Linked DNA regions of Zea mays: regions 2 and 3 are each linked to region 1. Evidence: chromatin contacts called from public Hi-C data. All regions are on one chromosome and are shown on one strand. The core of a region is the stretch at or near the end of the contact, and the rest is flanking DNA. Distances in the headings are between cores, read along the strand shown. Region 1 holds the start of LOC103626673. Region 2 has its middle 61 kb from the start of LOC103626671. Region 3 has its middle 64 kb from the start of LOC100273974.

Region 1 (4,181 bases), core at 328-2,827:
CTTCATACATCCATCGACGATTCTCCTCCATACTAGATACGATACGTTAACTTAATTAGATAAGTACTGCACGTGCATTCCGTTTTTACGAAGAAATCACGCCCCTACATCTGTAGGAAAGGATAGGTCCTAAACCCACCCAGGAGTGACCGACGAGACCGTGTTTATGACAAGACATGTGGTCGTGCGAAATTTCGGCAGCATAACCCCGTTGTTCTCCAATCGCACGCCTAAAAATGGTGCAATTGAAGAACAGAGAGGTTATGCTGCCGAAACTAAGCAGGAGCACATGCTTTTGTCATAAACACGGACTCTGTCGGTCACCCCGAGGCTGTCCAAAAAAGGGACAATTCCGGCCCAACATACCTCACATGCGTCGCTTGTAAGGTGTGTTGGGCCGAAACGGGTGACGCCTAGGTTTCGTTTGTTCACACTACGATACACTATGATTAACTATAATCATCGTGCATTATTAAATAATTAAACTAATAAACCATAATACAATATTACATACGAAATAATATTGTTATAGATGACAAATCATATAAAATGACCTTATTTCCGAGGGCATAATAATTACCCTCGGAAATTAAAAATTAAAATTATCTAAAGTACCACTAAATAAAGTAAAACAAACTACTTTAATTAACTAATCAAATTTTGACCGTCGGACATAACAAACTAAACAATCAAATGCATTAATACATACAATTTCAATCAAATACATTAATACAAACATACAATTCTAATCAAATACATTAATAAAAGCATACAATTTTAATAAACAAAATTGCTAATTAAGTATACTCACTTAGCGGGTGTGGAGAGTCGGCCGGCGATGGGCGCACGGGCGGCGGCGGGCGCACGGGGCCGTTGGCCGGAGCACGGGGCGGCGGCGACCGGCGAACGGGGCGGCGGCGACCGGCGAACGGGGCGGCGGCGGCGGCGGCCGGAGCACGGGCGTGGCGGTGGCCGGAGCACGAGCTAGGGGCGGTGGTGGCCGGAGCACGGGCGTGGCGGTGGTGGCCGGAGCACGGGCGTGGCGGTGGCCGGAGCACGAGCACGGAGCGGTGGGGCGGCGGCGGGCGCCGGAGCACGAGCAGTGGGGGCGGGCGGTACGGCGATAGGGCGGGACGGCGACGAGCGTGGCGGCGACGAGCGTGGCGGCGACGGCGGCTTCTCCTCGGACACGGCGGAGGCGTGCTCGGCGGCGGCAGGATAGAAACGCGCGGTCTCGGGTGAAACTGAAGGCGCGCGGGTCGGAACCGCGCGTTAAAAAGCCTTATGTCCGACGGCTCGGTACGAGGCCGTCGGACATAAGCTAATGTCCGACGGCCAGGGGGTCGGCCGTCGGACATAAGGTAATGTCCGACGGTCAGTCTGCCAGCCGTCGGTTATATTTTTTTATTTTCGACGGCCGCTGTTGGCCGTCGGACATAACCGTATGTCCGACGGTTGCCTACGGGGCCGTCGGACATAAGACGACCGTCGGAATTGTATAGTTTTACTGTAGTGCTCCCTCACTATCTTGTTCTCGCCTCGTTTTTCTCTCCCTCCGCGAGCGCCAAGGCAGCGCAGCTACGAGACAAGGCACACGTAATAGTACTAGTGCGCCGTTGCCCTGCCTGCCTGCCCTGTGCCCTGCCTTGCACCACACCACCACCACCGCAGATCCGGTCTGGTCCAGTCCGGCCCGGTCCGCTACTAAACAAACCAGCCCAGCGCGCGCCCCCAGCGAGAGGAGAGGAGGAGGGGCCGGGGTCGGCACGGCGGGCAGAATTGCCTCTGCTGCCTGCGCGCTGCCCTGCCCTGCCAGAGGGATCGGAGGGAGAGCGATCAGTCAACAAGCCCAGGAGGAGGAGGAGGAGGAGGGAGAGATCCGCGTGCCGGCCGGAGGCGGGCTCCGGGAGATCGACCGAGCGACCGGCCTCGGTCCCGGTGCGGTGGTGGATGGGGATGGCGCCCGCCGGGTGGGTGGGCGGGCTCGTGGCGGAGAGCTTCTTCGTGGCGTGCCCCGCGCACGAGTCCCGCAAGAAGAACGAGCGCAACATCTTCTGCCTCGCCTGCTGCGCCAGCATCTGCCCGCACTGCGCCCCCGCGCACCGCCACCACCCGCTCCTCCAGGTGAGTGCGAGTCTCGTCGTCGTCCTCCTCCTCGCCCGGCCTCTCCTCTTCCTTCCTCCGGCGGCCTTCCCCTCTCCCTGCCAGGCTGCCATGGCGTCGCGTGGCATGCACCTGGCCGGGCGATCTGCTCAGTTTCTACTCCTGCTAGCTTCGCAGCAATTCTCGCCGCCGCTGTCCCGCTCCGCTCCGCTTCTTGTTGTTGTTGGATGAACACACCACCTCCCCACCGCCACCGCCACCGGGGGGCAGCTTTTTGGGGGTTATTGCTGGTGGCCTCGGTTCTTGTGCAACGGATGGGAACGGCGGGGACGAGTACCAATCAATCGATTTCTTTATTTGATTTAATTGTTTATTTATTATTCCTCGGCGTATATAGCACTAGACGCTACTTCTTCCTATATACTACTACTAGAGTAGTACTACAAGTGTAGAGGAGGAGGGGCATGGGAATTGGATGTGTAGTATCTCGCTTTTGTTTTGTCGCGTGCTGTCTCTTCCTTCCTTCCTTCCTTGGACTAGATTTGGTCCCGGCTTTAGCCTAAACAAAAAAATATTTCCCCCCTACCATTTCTCGCATGATTTGATTTGATGCGTGGTCTCTTCTCGTGTCGTCCGTGCGCGGGAAGGAATCAAGGGAAAGGAAAGGAAACCAAACCCCATCTCGCTAATCGCTCTCCTCTCTCTCTCTCTCTCCCTTCCTCGCAGGCAGGCAGAGGCAGTACAGGTTGTTGCAAAACTTGCACGTACTTGATTCCTCGCGCGCGCAGCGCCTTGTCGCCTTGCGAGGTTTGGTTTGGTTGGGTCATGAGCTCATCCATCCATTCCCTTTTCCACCCATGCATGCATGCATGCATGCCACTCCCTTGATTAGGGTTTATAAGCCAGCAGGAGGCGCTGATTGAGTCCTAATCTGCGCCACTGTAACAGCAATCCCAACCATGATTTTCGCACCCGCTCCAGGACTCCGGAGCAGTGCTACTTCTTCATCGCTATAATTAATATAATTCGTCTGCTCCTTCCTGCCTGACCGGGGTATTAAATCCTGTGTATGTACGTAGTACTAACAAACAAGGACAAGGCAGTAAAAATTCTCGTTACGGAACATTATCTACTCCGACCTCCCTTGCATTTTTTTTTTGGAATTAGTACCCGGGCGTTCATCGCGACCTGCATGCAACTGTTTCCTCAACGAGCTAGCCATTACATGCTTTTAGTTTTTTTATAAAATATATATGCATGCATGGCAAAACTTTTTCCTTTTTAAATTTTCGGGAGTTAAAGAGGAGGAGGGTCGAAAATTCAAATCCCCCCACCCGGGGCATGCAAACCCTTCTTCTTTCTCTCCGTAGCTTTGTCTTGTAGCTGCAGCCATGCATTTCCCCCCTACTTTCATGCAGCAGCAACTAATCCATCCGGATATGCTGGCGCTGCGGGAGCCGGAGTCTCGAACCCAAATGGCAAAAAAAGCTGCGGGGGGAGGTTTTACCGCTGCCTCTTCATTGGAATTCCAATCCTTGGGATTAGGATCCTCTGCGGTAATCGCCAGCCTCCTGCTGCGCTTCCGCTTGCTTCCCCGTCCATTAATAGGCCTGGTTATCCAAACTGTTTTGCCAAGTATAGCAACATTTCCCTGCCCCCCGTCCTGCCGACTGAACCCCGCCACTGATAAAGGAAAAAAAATCGGTTCGGGCCTTTGAATTAGATTTTACCGTATGCGCCCGCGCGCGGTAACTGCGCGGCCTGTCTTTTTTTACCAAACAGAGGCATCGACGACGACACTGTTGTCCCCCGACGACGACCCCATCTCTCCCTGGTGCGTGCTACACGACCAAACTTCTCTCTCCTTACCTTAGGGTGGGGTGGTTTTGGGGGTCTCCCAGGCCATGATAAAGATCACCACTGGAGTGGTACTGCTGCCCGGCCGGTCAAAGCATGGGGGCCATCGCGTGGTGTGTGGCCCAACCCAAAGTTGTACCCTGCTGCTGCTGTACCGCCTGCGTTGTTATCTTAGGCCCCGTTTCAATCTCACGGGATAAACTTTAGCTTCATGCTAAACT
Region 2 (4,335 bases), core at 245-2,744, 190 kb before region 1:
TTTTGGACCCTTTACTCGGCGCCGTAGCCTGTGGCGCCGAGGTAACACAGCTCGGCGCCATAGGCTATGGCGCCGAGGTAACACAGCTCGGCGCCATAGGCTATGGCGCCGAGGTACGTGCTGCGTTGGCACAAACGGACGTCGTGGCGCTGACGTGGTACCGAGCTCGGCATCATAGATCATGGCGCCGAGCTCTATTTTAATCAGAAAACTTGTCTAGCTCAGTTGGTAAAATATAAGACTTTTAACCCTGAGGTTGTGGGTTCGAGCCCCATGGTTGGCGTTTTTTAATACTTTTTGTATTTGTCACTTATTTATTTTTTGTTGTTCATATTTTTCGTTTATGTCGCTGATTTATTTGTCCTGATTTATTTTCCATCCAGTTTTATTTTTGTGACTGATTTGTTTATTCGTTCAGATTTTTTTATCCGGCGAGCACAGCAGCTGTGTGCCACAGTGCTCACAAGCCGTCAACTTCTCCCCTTGTTTGCTCAGCTAACCACAATAAAAATCAAATGAGAACACTCTTACTTCAATCGTGATCAAATAAAAATATTATATTTTCATTGAGTTCTTTTGAACATAAATTTTAAATACATAATAACATATTCCCACTAAAAAGAAGCACACATATTCATCTTTTTTTCTTCTGCACTAAATAAAAGTATACTCCATTATATACTTGTCTCATAGATGATATATTTTAGAATTTACTGCATATACAGCTGCTGTGCTCGCCGGATAAAAAAAATCTGGACAAATAAACAAATCAGTCACAAAAATAAAATTGGATGAGAAATAAATCATGACGGACAAATCAACGACATAAACGAAAAATATGGACAACAAAAAAAATAAATAAGTGACAAAGACAAAAAGTATTAAAAAACGCCCACCCGTGGGGCTCGAACCCACGACCACAGGGTTAAGAGCCATGTATTTTACCAACTGAGCTAGACAAGTTTTCTGTACAGAACGAAGCTCGGCGCCATGATCTATGGCGCCGAGCTCGGTACCACGTCGGCGCGACGACGTCCGTTTGTGCCAACGCAGCACGTACCTCGGCGCCATAGCCTATGGCGCCGAGCTGTGTTACCTCGGCGCCACAGGCTACGGCGCCGAGCAAAGGGTCCAAAAATGACATTAAAATTTTTTAGGGTCCAAACATGATTTTTTTTCCGTTGAAGGACCAAAATGCAAAAAATTCGGTTGTACTGTATATACTAGTATATCCATATCACCATCGTCGCCTGCTGCCTGCCTTTGTCTGGCCAGCCGGTCACTGGCAGCAGTGCCTAGAGATGGATCAAAGACCACGGTCAAAGCGCATGCACGCACTATGTCGCAAGCTGCTGCGGCCTGGTGGCCGGTCGGGCGGCCTCCCGGTGGGGCACTGGGGCGCATGCAGTTGATGAGCAGCTGGCGAGTGGCACACATGCGGATGCAGTGCAGCTTACCGCCAGCATATCCAGTTGCCGCACCGGCACCGCAGCCTTTCTTTGAGACCGAAAGTTTCAGAGCTCCACTGTGTAGCTAGCTAGCCAGGGCCCGGCCGGTCCCGGGGTGATGACATGTCATGTCCAAACCGTACGGACGCCAATGACATCGCAATGGACGGGATAGCTTACGCACCCAGTAGAGCAAACTGTGGCTGCTCATTGGGCCTCCTCATCAATCTTTTAGTAGGCAATTATTCAAGGTACTCATTAGGCTACCTCCATCAGCAATCCTATCTTATTTATTATTTACAGCCAATTTTAAACTTTATTTTATAATTAAACAGTGTTATCTACGGTGAAATACAATGTTTTACACGAACATATGCACGATTTGCTAGACACAATACTGGTTAGATGCACACTAGCTACCTTCTATACTCATACAAGTTGGGTAATATCTTAGGCTGGCTCTAACACGCATAGTTACCAAGCATGACGCAACCTACGGACCGGTCGGTATCGATCAGTTCAGCTTCAATATGCTAGTCGGTTCGATCGGCCAATCGATAGATCTGACGATTGGTCGATATAGTCAGCATCGACTACATTGCGGTGTGTGTTCTCCCGGAGCTCTCGCCCAACGACCTTGTCGATATTGTTGCCTCACACAGTATCGCCACCCCCGCGGACCACCTCTCCCTTCTCCCTACGATATCCTCCCTCTCTTGCCCTTCCCTTCCTCTACCTCTACCTCTGTTGCATTTGTCGCCCTCTAATCCGCGCCTACCTAGCCCTCCACGCTCCTCATCGTTGCCACACTACTCCACGACCTCCCGTTGGCCTACCGCACCCCCATCCTCGCCTTCCTTGACAAGATCATATCTCTCCTTGCATGTGTGGATGCCTAAGACCTCCCTGCTCTTGCCTACCAACTCCTACTCACGTCCAAGTCGCTCTACCCACGCTTTGTCCTCACATAGGTCTCCTATCACGCTTTGGCGATGACACGACGCCCGCGTTCATGCTCTGTCGTCCTCCTGCTCACACCGCCACTATACCACAACACCAAATTAGCGTCGAACAACTGTCGCTATAAATATAATATTACCGTTGAACTGTTAGTCGGCATATCTTGCCACAGATAATAAGTCGGTATAAATCTATAGTCCAATTGAGCATCAGTCACTATATGTATACGTGAATAGCATCGCTTCGTTAGTCGGCAATTCGTACCAATAGTCTCGCACCGTGAGTCGGCATAAAAGCAGTGTGCAATTTGGGCACGCCGCGCCCGCGCGAAAACACAAAAGCAAACCCTACTCCAACCATTTTCCCCTTCCCCCAAATCTTGAGCCGCCAGCACACAAACATGCCTCCCAAAATGCTCCGAAGCGTGCCCCTGCCAAATCACCGACCGCGCGCCCCCTACCCAGATCCACGAGCACCTCCCAACTACCCTTTCACCACCACGCCGCACGGAGCCCCTGCTCGGAGCTCGGTGATTTGGCATGCTAGTTCCACCGCTCGGAGCTTGGTGATTATCGCCGCACACAGCCGCTGCTGGTTCCACCATGCTCGGAGCTCTACGCCTCACGTGATGGCAGTGGTGCTGGCGGACTGATCTTAGCTGCAGCCGCCGATGAGGTAGCCTCCAACCTTTGCACGCAGCCGCTGCTGGTTCCACCACGCTCGAAGGTCTGCGTACCCGGTAGCCTCCAACCTGTGTACCTGGTGGCCACTGCCTCTGACCGGCTTCTCATCCCTGCATACCTCGGCCTCCGACCCTCTGGTGAGAGTCCAGCCAACAATATCTCTTTTGTTTCTGTTCTTGCCCATCTTTTCTGCATGCAAGCACTTGCTTTATCGCCTAGTACTCCCCAATACATCACCTGCACAATTCAAAGCTTTCAGCTGGTTATGTGGTTGATTTTAGTAGATATTCCTGATTTTAGTAGGTTTGTGGTTACTACTAGTTATGGTTGAATGGTCATATATCTATGAGTCTAGCTCTACTCGTCAATGAAAACTGAAGCTAGCAAATGATCTCCATGGCATGTTGGTTCATTTTCATTTCATATATGATAGATGTTGTTGCTCTCTGGTTTGATCTTTCGAGTAGCAGCAAGGTTAGCAGCAAGCTGTCCTTAAGTAGCTGCTCTCTCATAGGACATTGAAGTAGCAAGGACACTTGTTTGAAACCTGGCATCTCAAGAAGTACCAGCAAGGTGTCCTTCCGAGTGTGGTCTGTTCACAAGTTACTGCAATGTCATATGATCTCCAAGATCAGTAGTCTAGCTGAGGGAGAGGATGTCCTGAAGCTGAGCCTTCAAATTCATAGTTTTGTTGACTATAGAAAACATTTATTCATTTATTATTTACAAGCGTCCTCACCCCTTCTCCTTTTGTAAAAGTAGTGCATATATATCTATAACTACATGTGTCACAACAGGATTAAGTCCTAGGCCTAGATGCTATGTTCTAATTGCGTTCAACTATTATATATTTTTCTTAATCATGGAGCAATGGTGTTAGCTATTGTATAGTTTATTTTGGAATGGATTTCTTAACGGTCTATTAATGATCTGTGTTTTAATTTTGTCAGGAGGGAGGTCCTAGAGGTCGTTGTGGTGCCTATGGATGCTACAACAAGAAAGATCAAAAGCTCTTTTGGATGGATGCAACTAACTATTTTGTTTTGTATTTTCTCGAAAAGAGAAATTTGCAAGTGAACTTCAAATTGTGAAGCCAACATGTGGCTGTAATAGCTAGTATCTCTAAGCTTTTACAAGTCAAACTTAGGGTTATTGCCTGCATATTTTGATCTTTATTGTGACAAGAGCAAACGTGTGACCTTTATGTATAAATGCAGTACAATTGTTATTGCCATGAATGAAAA
Region 3 (4,264 bases), core at 1,757-4,256, 250 kb before region 1:
CTTTACTTAAATGTTATTGAAAGTTATGTTTTAATTTCTACATTGTTTTCTGTTTACAGGACTTGAATCGACGACTCGTTCACAGGCACAGGATACTACAGGCAGGTGAACATGGTTCTTGGTAATCTTGTTCGTCTGCACTGGCCTGGTCTTGTGACTTTGCCTAGTGGTGAGTCTGTCCCCGCCACCACTTGGGAGCATTATCGCTATGGTGTCTGTGGAACGTTTGGCAACACACATGCACTAGTTTGGGATGCATTCTGGGTATGAATTGTTTATACTAATTTAGTTATCCCATATATGGTTGCTTTTATGATAACACTAATTTTTTGCAGAAACGGTACAAGTTGCCAGACGATGGATCATATGATATGAACGCTCGTTACGCGTTTGAGTATAACACGAACGATGTCGTTGCAGATGCAATGTACTATGCACGAATTCAGGCTATAAAGGCATGGTACAGAGCAAGTGTTGATGATCGACCGATGCCAAATACCAAGGCCAAGTGGTCATCAATTTACCTTACGGAGGAGCAATACCTTGAGGTAAAAAAGTTGTTGCATCTCATATCGCACGAATCCATGTATTTGCTTTATTGAAAAAAAATTCATGTAGGTGTCGGTGTCGTGGATGGCCACCCGATCAAAGGGTTATCGGGCCTTGTGCAGATGGTGGCTTCCCCTGAGTTTCATGTCATTTCCGAAAGGAACAGGGGAAACCGTGGGACTGAGTCATTCCATAGATACGGCGGCGATGGTCATGTGCGCTTGGCTAAGCAAATGGTATGTCACAGTATGTTATAACTTCAAATTACATAGAAATGTGTCATTCTAACTTGTATGTACAGGAAGTCAAATCCGGCTGTATGCCCACGGATGTGGAGGTGTATATGCAAGGACATAGAGGTTCTGATCCTCAGAATCCTGATGTTTTATGCACTCAGACGGCCACCGACCGTCTAGTGAGTTTTTGGTACTCTATTATGTGTTTGTCCATCAATTTGGTGATGCACTTATATTTGATATTGTTTGCCTCCAGGCTTCGTATGGGCAGGAGATGGTTCAACACTATGGACATGAGTACGATTAGAGGAGCCAGCCAATCGACCCTCAGGCAGCATATGCTAGCGCAGGAGGACAAGCCCATAAACGGTGGGATTATTTGATTTGGATTTCAAAATTATCCTCATATGCTTGCGATTCAACTGAGTCCATGATTTACTATACTAAGTGCATGGTTCACTCTTGTAGGTTGGGTATTTTTGATTCTACGATTGATTCTAGGGAGCTGAGACGCCGTGGACGACAGTCCACATCGTCATCTTCACAGTCATCCCGTTCACGATCATCCGCCCAAGAGATAGAGCTTGCAGTGTTGCGTCAACAGGCAGAGTATCATCAATCAATTCTGAGGGAACAATTGGAGTACCAGAGGCAACAATCTGAGTACCAGAGACAACAAGCTGAGTACCAGAAGAAGAAGGTCGAGTATTATGCAAACCTCCAGGCCCAAAATCAAGCTCTTCTCTCGGTAAGTTGAAGTAACATTTTGTACCTTATTTTGCAAAACACATGATGTGTATCTTATTTGCTCAAAAATGGTTTGTATATAATTTTTAGCAACTAGCCCAACAAGCGGGCGTCCCGGTGCCGACATATGGGATGCCGCCTCCAGACTTTGCACTGCCGATGCCAATGCTGGCGCCTCCACCTCCGCCTCCATCACAATTCCCTATGGTATGTACACATATGCGTGTGTGACATGTTCATAGATGTCTTATGTGTTTAAATGAAAAACTAAGTGGTTACTATTTCATGTGCGTGTGTTATAGGGATTTCAGACACCACCCGCTTCAGTTGCCGCACCTGGAGATGGGTCTGATCAAGACGACGCATCGCATTCTTGGGTGAACAACATTTTCAACACGCAGAGTCCAGCCGGAGGAAATGGCTATAACTCGAATCAACCAGGCGATGGATATGAATGATAGTTCATCAAATGTGTTTAATTTGGAACTATTACTGTTCATGTCAAAGACTATCCGTCGAACAATGTCAGTTTTTATTTTGGACCTATATGTTGATGTAAAAGACTTGTTGAGACTATTTGGAACTATATGTTGTTATGTTAAATTTGTGAATGTGAATACTTATGTGAATATATTTGTGATTGTGAATATGTGGTTGTATATAAACTCTGTGTATATTTGTATGAAATCTGTTTTTTTTGTAAATGTCAGATTTTTTTTTTAAAAACAGAATTTTGTGTAATTTCTGAAATTTGTTATGTCCGAAGGCCTGGCGTCAGCCGTCGGACATAAATGTTGGTTATGTCCGACGACTTAATATAAACCGTCGGAGATAACAAGCCCTTATGTCCGACGGCCATTAATTGGATATAAAAGTTGTGGGTCCCACCAAACGACCGGTAAAACGGTTGACATGTACTATCTCCGACGGGTGGTTACGGCCGTCGGAGATAGCTTATGTCCGACGGCTACCGTCGGACATTATGTTATTTCCGACCCCATATGTCTGACGGCCAGAGACCGTCGGAGATAACTAAATATCGTCGAACATAAGCTATCTTCGACGGTTTACAGCTTATGTCCGACGGTTTTGGCCGTCGGAAGTTGTTTCGTTTTACTGTTGTGACTGATAACAGCTAAGCACCAGCTCCACCTCCACTACATGCTACAGTCCCTTTCGTGCCATGCCCATCGGTCATCGTCCCTAGCTCTCCAGTTAGAAGCAAGCACCTCATATGGCCGCGTCTCTAGTTTTCCGTCCCTCGCTCCGCGGCTGCGCGCGGCCGTCCGGGCTGCATGCATGCACCGACGTCTTTCGGCAGGCGCTCAGTCTCAGCAATGGATGGATCCAAAACTGGATTTGGACGGACGTGTCATGTTGCAGCAGCAAACATGCATGCGCCAGTACGCCACTGCCAACCGTTATTGCTGTGACATGCATGGCCATCTCTAACCCCGCTGTTTGAATGGCGTGGTGTGCCTGCCTGCTGCCACCTCTCTCTCTCTCACACAGTACAGTAGATAGTATTGCATGCTGACCAACTCCACAACCATGTCCACAACGTAGGAGTACGTACGTACGTTTCAGTCGTCTATCTAGTCTCGGTCATGCGCGGCACCTCCTACCAACAGAAAAGTAAAAGGATAAAAAGGATTTCTAGTTGCGGTTCCTTAAGAAAACCGTCACTAGAAATCGTATTTCTACAGACGATTCCTTAAGAAAACCGCATGTACAAATTTATGGTTTTCTTAAAGAACCACCTGTAGAAATACGATTTCTAGTGACGGTTTCTTAAAAACCGTCACTAAAATAGCACATGCGGTTGATAACCAAATCTGCCTATAAAAATATATCGCCCTGCAGGCGTTGAGCCTTTTTCTACTAGTGGATTGTTGCAGCTGTAATCCAAAGAGACAAAACACCGTAGAAGCCGTAACCTGATTAAAGCCGCATTGAGCAAGCTGATAACTGCCAGGGTTCACTGAACTGTTTCACATGCAAAAACCAGCCCTCGCCGGTAACGGTGGTTTATTGGTAAAACCAACTGGTTTGTCCAATCCAAATTAAATCTTTTCTGTACCGGTTTATCGACGAAAAACCTTTGATAAACCAGTCAAACTGGCGGTTTTTCACCCAAAATAGTTGATTTTTTATGTTTACTACAGAAAAAATAGAAAAATGACAGGGTTCACTTGTATTTTGCTAATTCATGTTGCATAGTCAATATTAATCCACACAACATATGTTCACCAAAATGACATACAATATATATGCAACCATAAATTCAAATTCTCATGCAACAAATAACCATCGAACTTCGTAATACTCAAATACAAGTTCTTTTAGAGTTCTCTCACGACACATAGGTCAACATGTTTCACAATACTCACATATTCAGCTCGAGTCATAGTGATAGTACTCAAACAAGTAAGGAAGGATCAGAATATGAGACCATTCTGATCTGGTTGTAGTTATATGTGCATGCATCTAGAACACTTGCGCTTCTATGTGCGAGATGGTCCTTCAAACGAGTACCACTCCCTCCGCTCTTCGTTTCTCTACAATACTTGCACTTAAAACTCGTGTCAATCTTCTCTCCATTCTCGCAGACTATATCTGGCATGTCTCCTACAAGAACAATACATAGTTGACATAAAATATGTAATTAAAATATAAAACATGTCACGTATAAACAACTAAACACTAACCATGTCTGGGCACTAAACTAGCAC

What was found. A called contact is a pair of places that touch in the nucleus more often than the background predicts.
Region 2: a contact with region 1 is called in a Hi-C map of ear, with 5 times the contacts expected there. The contact joins the enhancer-like site here to the promoter of LOC103626673 in region 1. A contact is called at or near these places in 5 of 25 Hi-C or Micro-C datasets (ear, leaf, tassel and 1 more).
Region 3: a Hi-C map of tassel shows a contact between it and region 1, with 4 times the contacts expected there. The contact joins the enhancer-like site here to the promoter of LOC103626673 in region 1. A contact is called at or near these places in 2 of 25 Hi-C or Micro-C datasets (ear and tassel).

The regions. Positions count from the first base shown.
Region 1 is chr5:87,902,994-87,907,174 of Zm-B73-REFERENCE-NAM-5.0, forward strand. It overlaps LOC103626673, which reads left to right and starts at 1,578. Exons shown (of 4, transcript XM_020538437.3): 1 at 1,578-2,124. The coding sequence starts at 1,951.
Region 2 is chr5:87,708,762-87,713,096 of Zm-B73-REFERENCE-NAM-5.0, forward strand. No RefSeq gene overlaps it. Among protein-coding and RNA genes, the nearest start is that of LOC103626671, 61 kb to the right of the region's middle. Within about 2 kb of position 1,495, at least 16 of the 20 cell types and tissues checked have an H3K27ac peak or open chromatin away from gene starts, as enhancers often do. A contact at or near this core is called in ear, leaf and tassel, where this site is marked.
Region 3 is chr5:87,648,210-87,652,473 of Zm-B73-REFERENCE-NAM-5.0, forward strand. No RefSeq gene overlaps it. Among protein-coding and RNA genes, the nearest start is that of LOC100273974, 64 kb to the left of the region's middle. Within about 2 kb of position 3,007, at least 10 of the 20 cell types and tissues checked have an H3K27ac peak or open chromatin away from gene starts, as enhancers often do. A contact at or near this core is called in ear and tassel, where this site is marked.